Regions from separate parts of the Zea mays genome. Here region 2 is linked to region 1. The links are chromatin contacts, called in public Hi-C maps. All regions are on one chromosome and are shown on one strand. The core of a region is the stretch at or near the end of the contact, and the rest is flanking DNA. Distances in the headings are between cores, read along the strand shown. Region 1 holds the start of LOC100383398 (putative calmodulin-binding family protein). Region 2 has its middle 11 kb from the start of LOC109945899.

What was found. A called contact is a pair of places that touch in the nucleus more often than the background predicts.
Region 2: a Hi-C map of leaf shows a contact between it and region 1, with 5 times the contacts expected there. The contact joins the enhancer-like site here to the promoter of LOC100383398 in region 1. A contact is called at or near these places in 7 of 25 Hi-C or Micro-C datasets (bundle sheath, ear, endosperm and 2 more).

The regions. Positions count from the first base shown.
Region 1 is chr4:194,000,993-194,006,945 of Zm-B73-REFERENCE-NAM-5.0, reverse strand. LOC100383398 (putative calmodulin-binding family protein) reads left to right here and starts at 3,693. Exons shown (of 9, transcript NM_001176053.2): 1 at 3,693-4,135; 2 at 4,497-4,611; 3 at 4,677-4,742; 4 at 5,026-5,114; 5 at 5,309-5,396; 6 at 5,933-5,953. The coding sequence starts at 3,978.
Region 2 is chr4:194,216,151-194,222,588 of Zm-B73-REFERENCE-NAM-5.0, reverse strand. No RefSeq gene overlaps it. Among protein-coding and RNA genes, the nearest start is that of LOC109945899, 11 kb to the right of the region's middle. Within about 2 kb of position 3,013, at least 14 of the 20 cell types and tissues checked have an H3K27ac peak or open chromatin away from gene starts, as enhancers often do. A contact at or near this core is called in bundle sheath, ear and leaf, where this site is marked.

The DNA.
Region 1 (5,953 bases), core at 2,444-4,943:
AGGACTATCGCCATCCCGCGATAAATACACGGCAACTAGGCAGCCCTGGTCTCGCGAGTACGCGTGGACTCACCAGGGTAAAACATCGGTTTTACCATTGCCTTATGGCTCCTTCCTAGGGAAGCCACCGTTGTCAGACCTCTGTCCTAGCCTATAAAACGGGGAGGCTGACCTCTAGGCAAACAGGGACGACGGATCGATCGACATATAGATTCATACGCAGAGAAGAGATCGACTTGGAGATGATCGGACGCCTTCAGACAGAGACGAGCCCACAAGGACGAACAGGAGGAGGAGCATCGACGAGAACCAGGAGGACAGAGCCCCGTCAATCCAAGGCTTAGCTAGGACTCTACCTCTCAGCTTCTAAGCTCCATTTTCACCCTAATAAGAGATCCGAGAGCCTCTCCTTCCTCTCTCGGCTGCTTTTAACCCCCTACTACGAGTTTGATCATCAATGGTCTCGGTAGTGTAAGCCACCGATGACTGGATGTAAGGACGTTCTGTCCGAACCAGTATAAATCTTGCGTCCTCCGTGCACAGCCTTCGGAGCCCGGAATGCGCATAGTAAATTTACTTGTCGGAGTGAGGTACGATAACGGGTCGTTCGAATTTATTCATTCTGGAGGAATTAGAATTTACTTAAAAAAAGTAGTCTATTTAGCTTGGATTAAACATCCACCACTTTCTAAAGCTCAGATATAAGTCTATCTCAAATTTATGGGGTAGAGTATATATGTAAAATGATTTTATATATCAACATAATATGTTTCTACTCTGTAACTTATAAGACACACTTGCCTCACTCCTCTATAGTAAAAATATAGCATATAAATATTTCCCACGTACCGCTAATAATAGCATACAAATATATTTCGCATAAAATCATATTAGCTTAATTGACCTTTGCCTGAACTACTATTATTAGAATATAATCCAATTCCAAGGATCCAAACACGGGCGTAAATGTAACCACATCTTTTAAGATTTCTCCCGAGCCAAGGTCGGGATCGGACATTGCACGTAGCCACGTTCTAGGTGCTTGAAACAGTGGTCGGAGTGGAGGAATAGTGTCCCATATTCGCGTCATGTGCATCGTCGTGGGCGGTAAAGGTAGATTCGACCATAGTCGTGTCGTCCTTTTGTTCACTTTGGCACTCTCAGCGGGGTAGGTGAACGTACGGATGCACGTTCTGGGATCAAAGTGGTTGGCCGGAGCGGGTAGCTCTCGGAGCGTCGCCCGAGAGACACCCTCGGGCGAATCAGAAATGCGCTTCTGGCCTGAGACTGGCCTCGGGCGAGTTGGGAATGTGTGTTTATGTCCGAGGTTAGCCTCGAGTGAGTCTCAATTGCGTCTCGTGTCCGAAATTGGCCTCGGGCGAGTCGTGACTGCGTCTCCCGCTTAGGGTTGGCCTCGGACGAGCCATGACTTTTAGTTTTTTTCTGCTTTTGATTCTATCTGTGTGAGAGCATATTTTAGAAGCTTCATTTTAAAGCTAATACTTTGTAAAAAAAAGAGAGAGAGAATACTTATTTTGGAGTACGAAACACATCCGCACACAACTATAGAAGATTTGTGAAAGAAAGAAAGAAAAAAAGCTATGCCACACAACCACACCGCCGTATCGCATCCGCGCTGCGTGGCTACCCTAGTCCGTAGTCCCTAGCACACGATTTTGCAAAAGCGACAGCAACAGCGACCGACGCCGATTCAGCCCAGAGTATAGCTAATAAGAGCTAGCCTAGCTGCGGCACAGCACGGCGCGCACGTCAATGTGCCATGTCATGTGCACGTGTGCGGCGCTCGATGGCCACGAGTCCGGCCACGACGGCGACGGCGACCGCGACCGCGACGGCGAGCAGAGCCTCTTGTCCGGCGCACCACCACGTACGTCCCGTCGGTCGCCTGTCCAACGCGGTCCCCGGCCACCAATAAGGAGCGAGCCGCATGCCCGCACAACGCAGGGTCAAACGCGTGCCAGCCAGACCGTGCTCTCCTTGTTGTCCCTGACCATGACTTGGTCGGTCTTCCCTTGCGGTCAGAGCAGCTCAAAAAAAAAACAGTAATGTACTTATATATTTTCCTCACTATAAGAAATTAAGAGAGAGAGAAAAAACAACTAGTAGCTTAGAGCCAAGCTGATGATGCGGGAGAGTGAAAGATGGAGGAAGAACTTGACTCTCATCTCATGCAAACAAAAAAATGGACACGGGAGCCTATGCAGTGCCGGTGGTGGGTCAATAGAGTTATATATATATATATATATAGGAGAAGATATAACAAAGATATATAATGTGACACATAATCCCCGTATATACAGATAAAAAACTGGTAGATGTTATAATATAAGCTAGTTGTTCACCTCTCTCCATCATCTTAACATTTTGAATAGATTAGTTGGTTCATGAAACTTAACAGTAGACAAATAGAAGATAACTAGTACTAAGCTGCATGTGCATCGTTACGGTTTCTATATATGATAATGTTTCTTTGTACAACATAAGCTAACATAAGTTGTAATGGTTTGAAGCGAGTGCTTTCATCCTAGATAGAGACCACAATTTGAATCTCGTTGGCTGCTCTCTTTTTCCATATTTCGCTGGCGCACGACGAACGCTGGCGACGCTCGTAAACTCATGCTTTATATTTAGGTATGGATTCAGATACTTATACGGATGTTAAGTTTTTGGTCTTCTTTCTTCGATTCCGAACAAATAAGATATAGAATTTGTTGTGTCACTTTATATGTTTGTTTTTAACATTGAGCTTATTAAGATTCATATATATATATATATATATATATATATATATATATATATATATATATATATATATATATATATATATCTTTTTTAAAAATAATTGATATAAAATTCGGAAACTGTTACAAAGCTTTTCACCTTTTTCATTGTAGGGAGAAAATAATGCACACAATAAATTATACAAAAAATATTCTTGTCTTCAATAATATGCTTAACAACATGATTAAAGATTAGCACCAAATTCTATGCACATCTATGTAAAAACATTAAATTTGTAATATAATTGGGATGTTTAGGATCCATCCCTATTTATATTAGTTGCGTTACGGTTTCCATATATCATATAGATAGACATTTCTTAAATGAGACAATTATTCAGATACGATCATATTTTGTATATTCGAATTATTAGTATATATGTATATTTATAATATCTCTCATTTATATGACATAAACATAAATGATAAGTTGTATAATCAAGTGAGCTTGCACTATATTATCCATCCACCACATATATAACGCTAGTAAAACTGTAATAGCAAGCAAGCAAGCAAAACTCCCACCAACTACTTATACATTTACATTTGATAAAAATTAAGAAGTAAATAAGGAGACACCAAGTTTATTGTTCGAATATAAAATAAAATAACAGCATGCACTAGATTTGGTCGGGTTTAAAAAATCCACTGTCCGCCGTAACCATGACCCGTCGGTTAAAAATTGACCAAAACTTGTAAGAGTAAAACCATTCGGGTTTGAGTACCAATTGCCATCTCACCACGGCACCACCCAGGCACCCACGCCTTTGGTCATGCGCTAGTTACTTTATGACAAGTGGGCCAGCCACGCGCAGTTATGGCGCCACCCTCCGCCACGGAACACGAGCCAAGAAGCGGTAGGTGGCGCCAACGACTCGTCGTCGTCGTATCCGCGGTCCGGTTCCTCTCCTCCTGCTGCGAATGCGATCCCTGCCCTGCTCCCCGTTCTAGATTAATTGCCTTTAGTTATTCCCTTCCCCTCGGCTCGCGTGTTAATCCACGGATTAAACTCGCACCTGCCCTCCTCGTCCTTGACACACTGAACGAGTGCCCGCCTGCCCGGAGCAGAACCATTCTCGCCCTCTCCCTCTGGCCTCTGCCTCCGCCTCCGCGGACGAAACCGCCGGCTGGGTCCAAGTTTAGCGCGTCGGACCCTCGCTCCCCAATCTCAGAGCAATGGAGGTGGAGGCGGCGGGGCCGGATAAGCTGGCGCCTCCCTCGCCGGTGGAGGGCCCCGGCGAGAATGGCGCGGCCACCAAGGTGCAGAAGGTGTACCGCAGCTACCGGACCCGCCGGAAGCTCGCCGACTCCGCCGTCGTCGTCGAGGAGCTCTGGTATCTTCTCGGACCCTTCTCCTCTCCACGGCCCATGCCTCTGGTGGTGTGGCTACTGGCTCCTTCCCCCCCTTTGTCCGGCTCGATTTGGTACTGAACGACGAGAGTGGCGGCGTACGCCCCCTTTGCTTTTTTTGGGATTCGCTTTTCTTCGGTTCTTGCTGCTCTGCGTCGTGTGTTGCGTCCCATTCCATCGAAACGGCCCTCCTTTGGTTCTTGCAGATTTTGGTGTCCCTGGAAATTTTTTTTGCCTAAATTTGGTTACAGCTTACTAAAGACTTTTCTTTTTTTTCCCTGTTGAGGTTGAGATTTGATTGAGACTGATATAGATGGGGTTTGTGATTGGGGTCAATGAACGAAGGTGGCAGGCGCTGGACTACGCGCGCCTGGAGCACAGCACCGTCTCCTTCTTCGACGAGCCCAAACCGGAGACCGCCGCCTCGCGCTGGAACCGCGTCAGCCTCAACGCATCCAAGGTCCTCCCAACTGCTACGCATGTCACTCATGTTCGTCTGTTGCTCATGTCGCTGGCTTGTAACAGGTGGGCCAGGGTTTATCCAGAGACGGCAAGGCCCTCAAGCTGGCTTTCCAGCACTGGATCGAAGCGGTGAGTACATACTGTGCTAGTAATCGCTAGTGCTACCTTTTAGTTTAGTACAATTACTTTGGATCTGGTGCTGTTCCTATGCGTCTGTGTGGAAGGAGGCTACTTTCCGTTATCATTTGACTTGGACTTTAGTCTTGTGTGAACATGGTTTGTAAAAATGCCCGCCTGTTCAGCTCATAAAAGTCGCGTCCGTTTCTTGATAAAGTGATACTCAGTTGTTTGCAACGCTAAATTGCAATGGAACCTTTATAGCTGTATTCACTTGTTCAGTTGTTCTGTGTAGATCGACCCGCGGCATAGGTATGGGCACAACCTGCACTTCTACTACGATGAATGGTGCAAAAGCCAAGCAGGCCAGCCATTCTTCTACTGGTAAGAACCTCACCACAAACGGCTTAGTCACATTGGCAAATTCCGTTCTTTGAACAAAATAGCGCAATGCATATTCAAACGTTTGCTCGTGCCAGAGATTTCCAGTTACCATAGGAATGTCTGTTCATACCTGGAATCACAGTTATCAGTTTGATGGCATGACAATTAAATCTAGTTTTTTTGCGCGTATGTAGGCTTGATATCGGCGAGGGAAAGGATCTGGACCTTCCTGAATGTCCAAGAGCTTTGCTGAAGCAGCAATGCATTAGGTATCTTGGTCCGGTAAGATATGTTCCACCAACAGCTGCCTATCTTTACTTAGAGTCTGTGACATATAAACTTGCTGAAAATTTCTGTGGAGAGCAGTATGCTGGCTTGACTCACACTTCATCCACAAATATCATGCCAGTGTCACAGAGCTTTCGTTTGTTGATTTTATCACTATCTTTTTTTAAAAAAATAGCACTACCATTTACTATAAAACATTTTCATTGAGTTTGTCTTTGTTTTTTTAATCAAATAAAATATGCATTCTTCATATTCTTGTTTTTAAAACAAAAAAAAATGTTTTATATATGAACTGCATTTGACGTGGCCTCAAGTATGAATTATTGTTTCCCTGGCCTGCTATGAATCAAACATCATATTTCTTTTATCCATGAATCTGGATGACTAACAAAACCACAATTGTTTCCCGCAACGTTAAACATATTCAAGAACAGGAAAAAGGTGTTTGTTTTAACAAACTATTTGGTCTCATGGCACTAAACCTACAGCATAGTTTGAAGCCCTAACATCTGTCCAATGTTTTTTTGCAGCAAGAGCGTGAGCACTACGAA
Region 2 (6,438 bases), core at 1,764-4,263, 220 kb before region 1:
GGTTTCGGTGGTTGAGCCTCAAAACCACCTAATGCGACAGTTCATGGGTTTCACCAGGTTTAGACCTCAAAATCCAGTGACGTAGTTCAGGAGGAAATCGGAGGCTCCACATGGCGTGACCATGAAAGGTGTGTCCAGACAAAGCAACTTCATGAAGAGGGCGTGGCCATAAGATCAACATATCAAAAGTTGGTTCATTTTTTCCCCGACAGGATAGTTTAGGGAAGAGGAATAATCCTCTATAAATAAGAGGGAGGGCTAAACCATTCAACTATCTCTTTTATCACTTTCATTTCCCTCACTTAATTTGTAATCTCCTCTTTCTCTTAAGCTAGGAGATCCTTAGATGTTTGGAACCACAACATCTAATTTTATGGATTTTCGAGGACGTGTGGTCATGACCACACTTAGTCTTCGTGGCATTTCATTTTGTGGCAAATATGATAGTATTTGCTTTTTGAGTCGCTTCTTCTCCTCTCAACCCCTCTAGTTTGAGTTTTTGAGTTGATTTTTGCCTTCACAAGTTTGGAGAGTGTTTTGGGGGTTGATTTTTAGCTTAGAAACTGTCCTGGATTGATTGCAATCTCGAGTATGAGCTGGTCCAGCTCGTGGATAAGTTTTTTAACAGATTTGTTGTTTTGATAAAACCCCAATTAAACCCCCACTCATGTTCGAGTTTTTTAATATGATTTTGAAGTTTAATTTTTTTACCTCAAATTTAGTGTACATCTTATAAACTTCCTTGTAAAGGTATGTGCAAAATTTCAGTTTAATCCGAATCCGTTTGGATCGATTGCGATAAGGACTCAGTTGTTACTGTACTGGACAAAGCAAATTAAAAGAATAGACCTTATGCTGCAAAGATTGACACCAAATTCCCAAGATGATAGACATTAGGCAATATGGTATCCTCTACAAAGTCTCCCTCTCCCTTGCCCAGTGTTTCTCCACGTGTCCTTGGAATCTTGGCCGGTGCCCGTGTTCGTTCGTTCATATAGTTTAACAGCCAGCTCACTGTCATCTACGTCACTGACAACCAATTATCTAGACGAACCTGATACCCCATCAATTGTTGATTGCGTAGTTGCTTCCGAGTTCCGACACAACCAGTCACTGATGGGATTTGGGAAACTCAACTGAAGCAGCAATGTCCCATAAAAAAAAAGAACTAGCATACCAGATCCTAGCTTCATCTGCAACGTGCTTCCTACTGCCAGAACGGCAAGAAGCAGGAGGAGGTCTGGGCGGCCACATTGTAGACCTAAATCCGCAAGAAAACAAGCAGCTGTTACCAAAGGTGTCCAACGAAAGCGACAGGCATGGCCATGATAATGTGCGGTTTATGTGGGATTACATGCTGGTTTGTTGCTGAACCATCTCACCGTTTGCGTCTAGTCATTTGAGGAAGAACGCGAGATGGTAGCTCGTGCATCCTTCAGCACATGATGAAGTCGGAGGATCTCTGGGTTTTGGCATGTGGGCTACTTGTCCGCAACTTTGAGGTGGATGCAGCAACCTTCTAGTACAAGTTTGAATGGGTACCAAGTCGAAGTGTTGAGCACTAAATCTAGTATCTGAATGACAGGAAGGTCCGACCTTGTAGTCCGAACGGTTCATGCCCTGCACGGTCTAGCCTCGTGGTTTGGAAGGTCCGCAAATAAATTAATTTAGTTTGGAGTTCTGATCACGTACAGGTTTATCCTAATATCTTATAGGAATTTGTTGGATTCCACCTAAAACAGGTTTAAACCTTCTCCTATAAATATAAAGGTATACGATGGATTAAATCATCCGACAGTCGACCAAAATATAGTTTTATCTTATTTACCTTATTGCCGGCTCAGATTTGGGGCTAAACACTAGTAGTGTACCACCTGGCGGTGCTTTCGGGGCTGGACGGTTTGCGATCCTGCGGCTGGAGAGGGTCTTCTCTGCTCTTGTGTCGGACAACCCGCGCTCTAGGCCGAATAATCTGCACATGCTCAGAGGGTCGCCTTCCTTACAAAAAACAACTAGAACTCGCCCCCGGCAGGGCCCGTCAGGGAAGAGAGTTCCAGTTGTGCCCCGAGATCGGTAGGCCACCCGGAACGTCCCTAGACGGCATAGAGTCGAAAAGGCATGAAGATTTAGAAATGAGGAAAGACTAAAATTATGTTTAGATTACTCCTACTCCTAATTCGATGAAGAATGAAGGAAATAAAGTAGATTTAATTGGTTGGTTCAATTGTTGATACCGCAATCGGTCATACCCCTTCATATATATGAGGAGAGGGTATGTACCGTTTCTATGCGTTTCCTAACAGAATTTGCATGATAAACACACATGGAAACCTGAGTTTTCTTGTCTGAGTTAATCTAATCGTGGATAGTCCGCGGCACGGACGGTCCGGGCCACAGTTCCGTACCGTTCAGCCTTCACAGGTACCACATATGGTGCTCAACACTTAAGTATTAGCCTTGGTAGTTCTATCCTTAGTTGTAGCCTCTCAACCTCAAATCTCTATCTTTATTTGACTCTATGTCGTCTAGAGAAGTTTTGGGTAACGCTAAAGCCAAATCGACCTCAAGATCCTTCCTCCCGACGCATCCCTTTCGAAAGGTGAGATCTTAGTTCTTCTCGGGTTCTTTGCGCTATCGCGGATGATCCATCGCTTACACGCGGATGGTCCACGCCTGCAGAAAGGAGTGCATCTCTCTCTGCAGCTACGCAGGATCTAGTTTTCGTTGGTGTTTAGAGGTCAACACAAAGCAAGCTCGTTCGGTGAGAGTCGTTCCGCTCTTCCTATCCATCGCCGTTTCCTGCAGTCCTTCTTCACACTCCCACACGCCTCCTTTTATCCTATCCAAAAATCGCTATCAGACGCGACCTGCAAAATGTGCTTTGTCCTTCTTCTTTTTTTTTAAAAAAAAGAACCCAAAATTGTGCTTTGTCACCTTTAGCATTGTTAGGTAGGACTAGCATTTGTTTATCCACACGTGTGCTGACTGCAAAGTGCCATACAGAAGCACCAAGATGCTCACTGCCGTCCAAATGAGCATGCTCACTGACATCTATGTCGGAGTGCTTTAACAGCAAAGCATACAGGACCACTTTCTTGCATTTTCGTTTTGCTAGAGTGAGATCTGTGTATTTGTAGCAACACAGCAACTTTACCATCTTATCAACCTCTTGGGGCGATTAGTCTCTTGATGAAGAGAATGACTTTAATACCAATTGAGACCACTTAGAGGGGGTGAATAGGTGATCCTGCAAAAATCAACTCTAAACAAGACAAACTTGGTTTATAATAAGTGTTTAGTAGAACCAAAACCAAGTTGAGATGAATAGAGGTAGAGAGAAGAAGAGAACTCTTCACTTGATCGTTCCTTTAAGATATGTATCAAACTTAGGATAAAAAACACAAGTGGATATGTGAGAACTCTATGTAAGAAAACAATCACAATAAAGAAATACACAAGTGACACGGAGATTTTATCCTGTGTTTCGGCCAATTCCTACTCCACTTTGTGGTGACCTCCTTCGGTCAAGTGTTGCACTCAATCTCTCTCAAGTGATCCAAAGATCAAACTTGAGTACCACAATTTTCTTCCTTATCTCAAGTTTTCACTTTGTGAGGAATCTCCACAAGTTGGAGTCTCTCACACCTTACACAATTGATCTCAATCAAACACAAGAGAAGGGGGAGGGGGAGAAACACACACAAGAGACAAAATCACAGCAACACACACACAAGTCGAGAGAAGAGCACAAGAGACAATGCAACCGAGTTACAGCTTAAAACACGTGCTCAATTCTTTATCTAGCAAAGAAATAGCGTAGTTGCAATGTCTCGGTGTTGCAAAATGTTCAAAGGATTCTTGGTGGTGTGCTCCATGCGCCTAGGGGTTTCTTTTATAGCTCCATGCACTGATTGCCTTCTGTCCACGGGTGCACTGGATTGTCCGGTGCACACTGGACTGTGAACAATGCGCGATTTCTTTCCTTATTTGGCGAAGCCGACCGTTACCAGCCGTTGGCCCCATGGCACACCGGATAGTCTGGTGGCGCACCGGACTGTCCGGTGCGACCTAGTGACCGTTGGCTCGACACACGTGGCAGCTAGAGATCGCGCGCCGACCGTTGGCACGAGCGAGAGCCGTTGGCCGTCTGGCTCACCGAACAGTCCAGTGAATTATAGTAAGTACGACCGACTCTTTCTTAAGAGTGGCATGTTCACCGGGTTGGTCAGCCTGGGCACCCGGACATAGTCCGGTGCACATCGTACAGTCCGGTGCACCGCAGGCTGGTGCAAGTTTGGCCAGCCTTAGCCAAACTTCTCCGTTCTAATTTATCTTTACTTGTGAAGTTGCCTAACACTTAGACAAACATAGTTAGCAACTAAAACAATTGATTAAGTGCTAGATTCATACCTTTGCTTTTTTCCATTTCACTAGGATTTGCAATGTACCCAATATTTCTCAATCTGCTTCTCTTTAACCCTGTGCTCATACTCACAATTGGCATGTTAGCTCAAAGTGATGTGTTGGGCACTTAATCACCAAAGCACTTGGAAATGGCCCAAGGGAACATTTCCCTTCCCCATTTGTGACTGCCCCATAGGAGAATATCCCCACGACATCGCTTGCGGCATCGGTGGCATTTGAGATGGCATCAACGGTGGCATCTTTGGCAGCATTTGTGGGGTCATTTGTGGCATCATCTATGGTGGCATCTAAGACAACCATGGAACAAATCCCCACGACATCAATGGTGGCATCATTTGGTCATGGAGACCTGTCCTAGAATCCTATTAGAAGAGAGTCAGTTTCATGTTCAAGAAATAGAACTGTAGCTTGATACAGTTGCACAAGTAAACCTGTGATGCATCACCATGCGAAGACGTGGGATTCACTGGCGGAGTCGGAGTAAGGTTGTGCTTAGGTATTTCACTATCGTACGCCTGCAAGTAAACAAATTATCATTTGTGCATTTAGAAGCATTTGAAAATTTGATAAATAACTAAAGTGAAGTCGAACTATTACATGGTGATGCATCCACATATACATCTATTGTGATTGCCTCATTTTTCATCTGTTGGTGCATTTGTTGCATCTCCTCCCGTAACTTCCGTTGATCCTCTATTAACTCCTCCTTCCGTGCAGATGATCACCGAGGCCGACTGGTCCTGACAGAGAAGGATGACTGCCTACTATAACTTCGACAGTCCACAATGTCGTCGCCGATAAGAAACTTGCATAGAGTGTTAGAATATATATATAATAGATAGAATCATAGTTATCGAAATAAATAGAATTGACAATATGAAGTACCTCCCATGTCGCACACCTCCACTAGCCGCTTAAGTTGTCGCCGTGTCAAAGTCAGCTATCATCCAGTCGACGTCTGGTCCATGTTTCTCTCGCAAGTTTTCAATAAGGCGACCCTACAAAACATTGATTATTAGAGTTTCGAGTCAGTATTCGGACATACCAACTTTTGTGTCGCATTATCGTCGCACAGAATCACCGGATGATCCGGATCTGAACCGTTGTGCCCCGCGACGTATGTCTGGACAATTGTAGATTCGACACCATCTCAAGAAGCTTGCACTACAAGATTACATGTCCACATATTCGTTTAAGTAATTGAATTTTCAATAATTTAACATACCATACGTTTATCCTTACCACCGCGACCGTCAACCCCAAAGTGGTGGAGACCAGGCTCACTTAACCAGTTGTCTCGATTTCTATCTGATCTAGCTCTGAACTCATTGGAAGACCAGTAATCGCACAACCAGAGCCAAGCATCCGAGTGCTGGCTCAGCCAATCCACTTCACTTTCCCTATACTGTGCAGCTGTGAGGTGTATCTTCTTAGCCGCCCCTCTGCTCATGTTTATCTTCTGGCACTTATACCAAGCAACCACCGCCTTGACTCGTGCATCATACATCATGCCCTTCACAACTCTATGGGCAGTGATGTTAAAAACCTCTCGCACATGTTGATCGTCAAGGCTCGTATCATCAGGCCAGCGAGCGTCAGCGGGGGTGGCCACCGAGCGTCAGGCGTCAGGGGAGAGGACGATGGACGCTAGGCGCAGTCACCGAGTGTCGGCGAGGGGCAGGGGCGGCCACCGAGTGTTGGGCGTCGAGAGCGAGGATGGTGGATGGAGCTGTGGCGGGCGGGCGGCACAGTGGCGGTGTCGGGCGAGCGGGCGGCAGCCGGCGGGCGGACGATAGTGGGCTGGCGAAGAACGGCGGCGGCGGTGGCGCTAGGGTAACAACGAGCGAGCACGGGAAAGAGAAAGGAGAAGAGAAGGCCCGCACATGGTTACATAAATCGGATAAGAACGTCGGCCATGCCTAGCCTACGCACTTAACACTTTATGAATTTCGGCCTGCCCCTGACCGATGTTCTTAAATTTAAGCATGTCGATACTCAGGAACTGACGTTCTT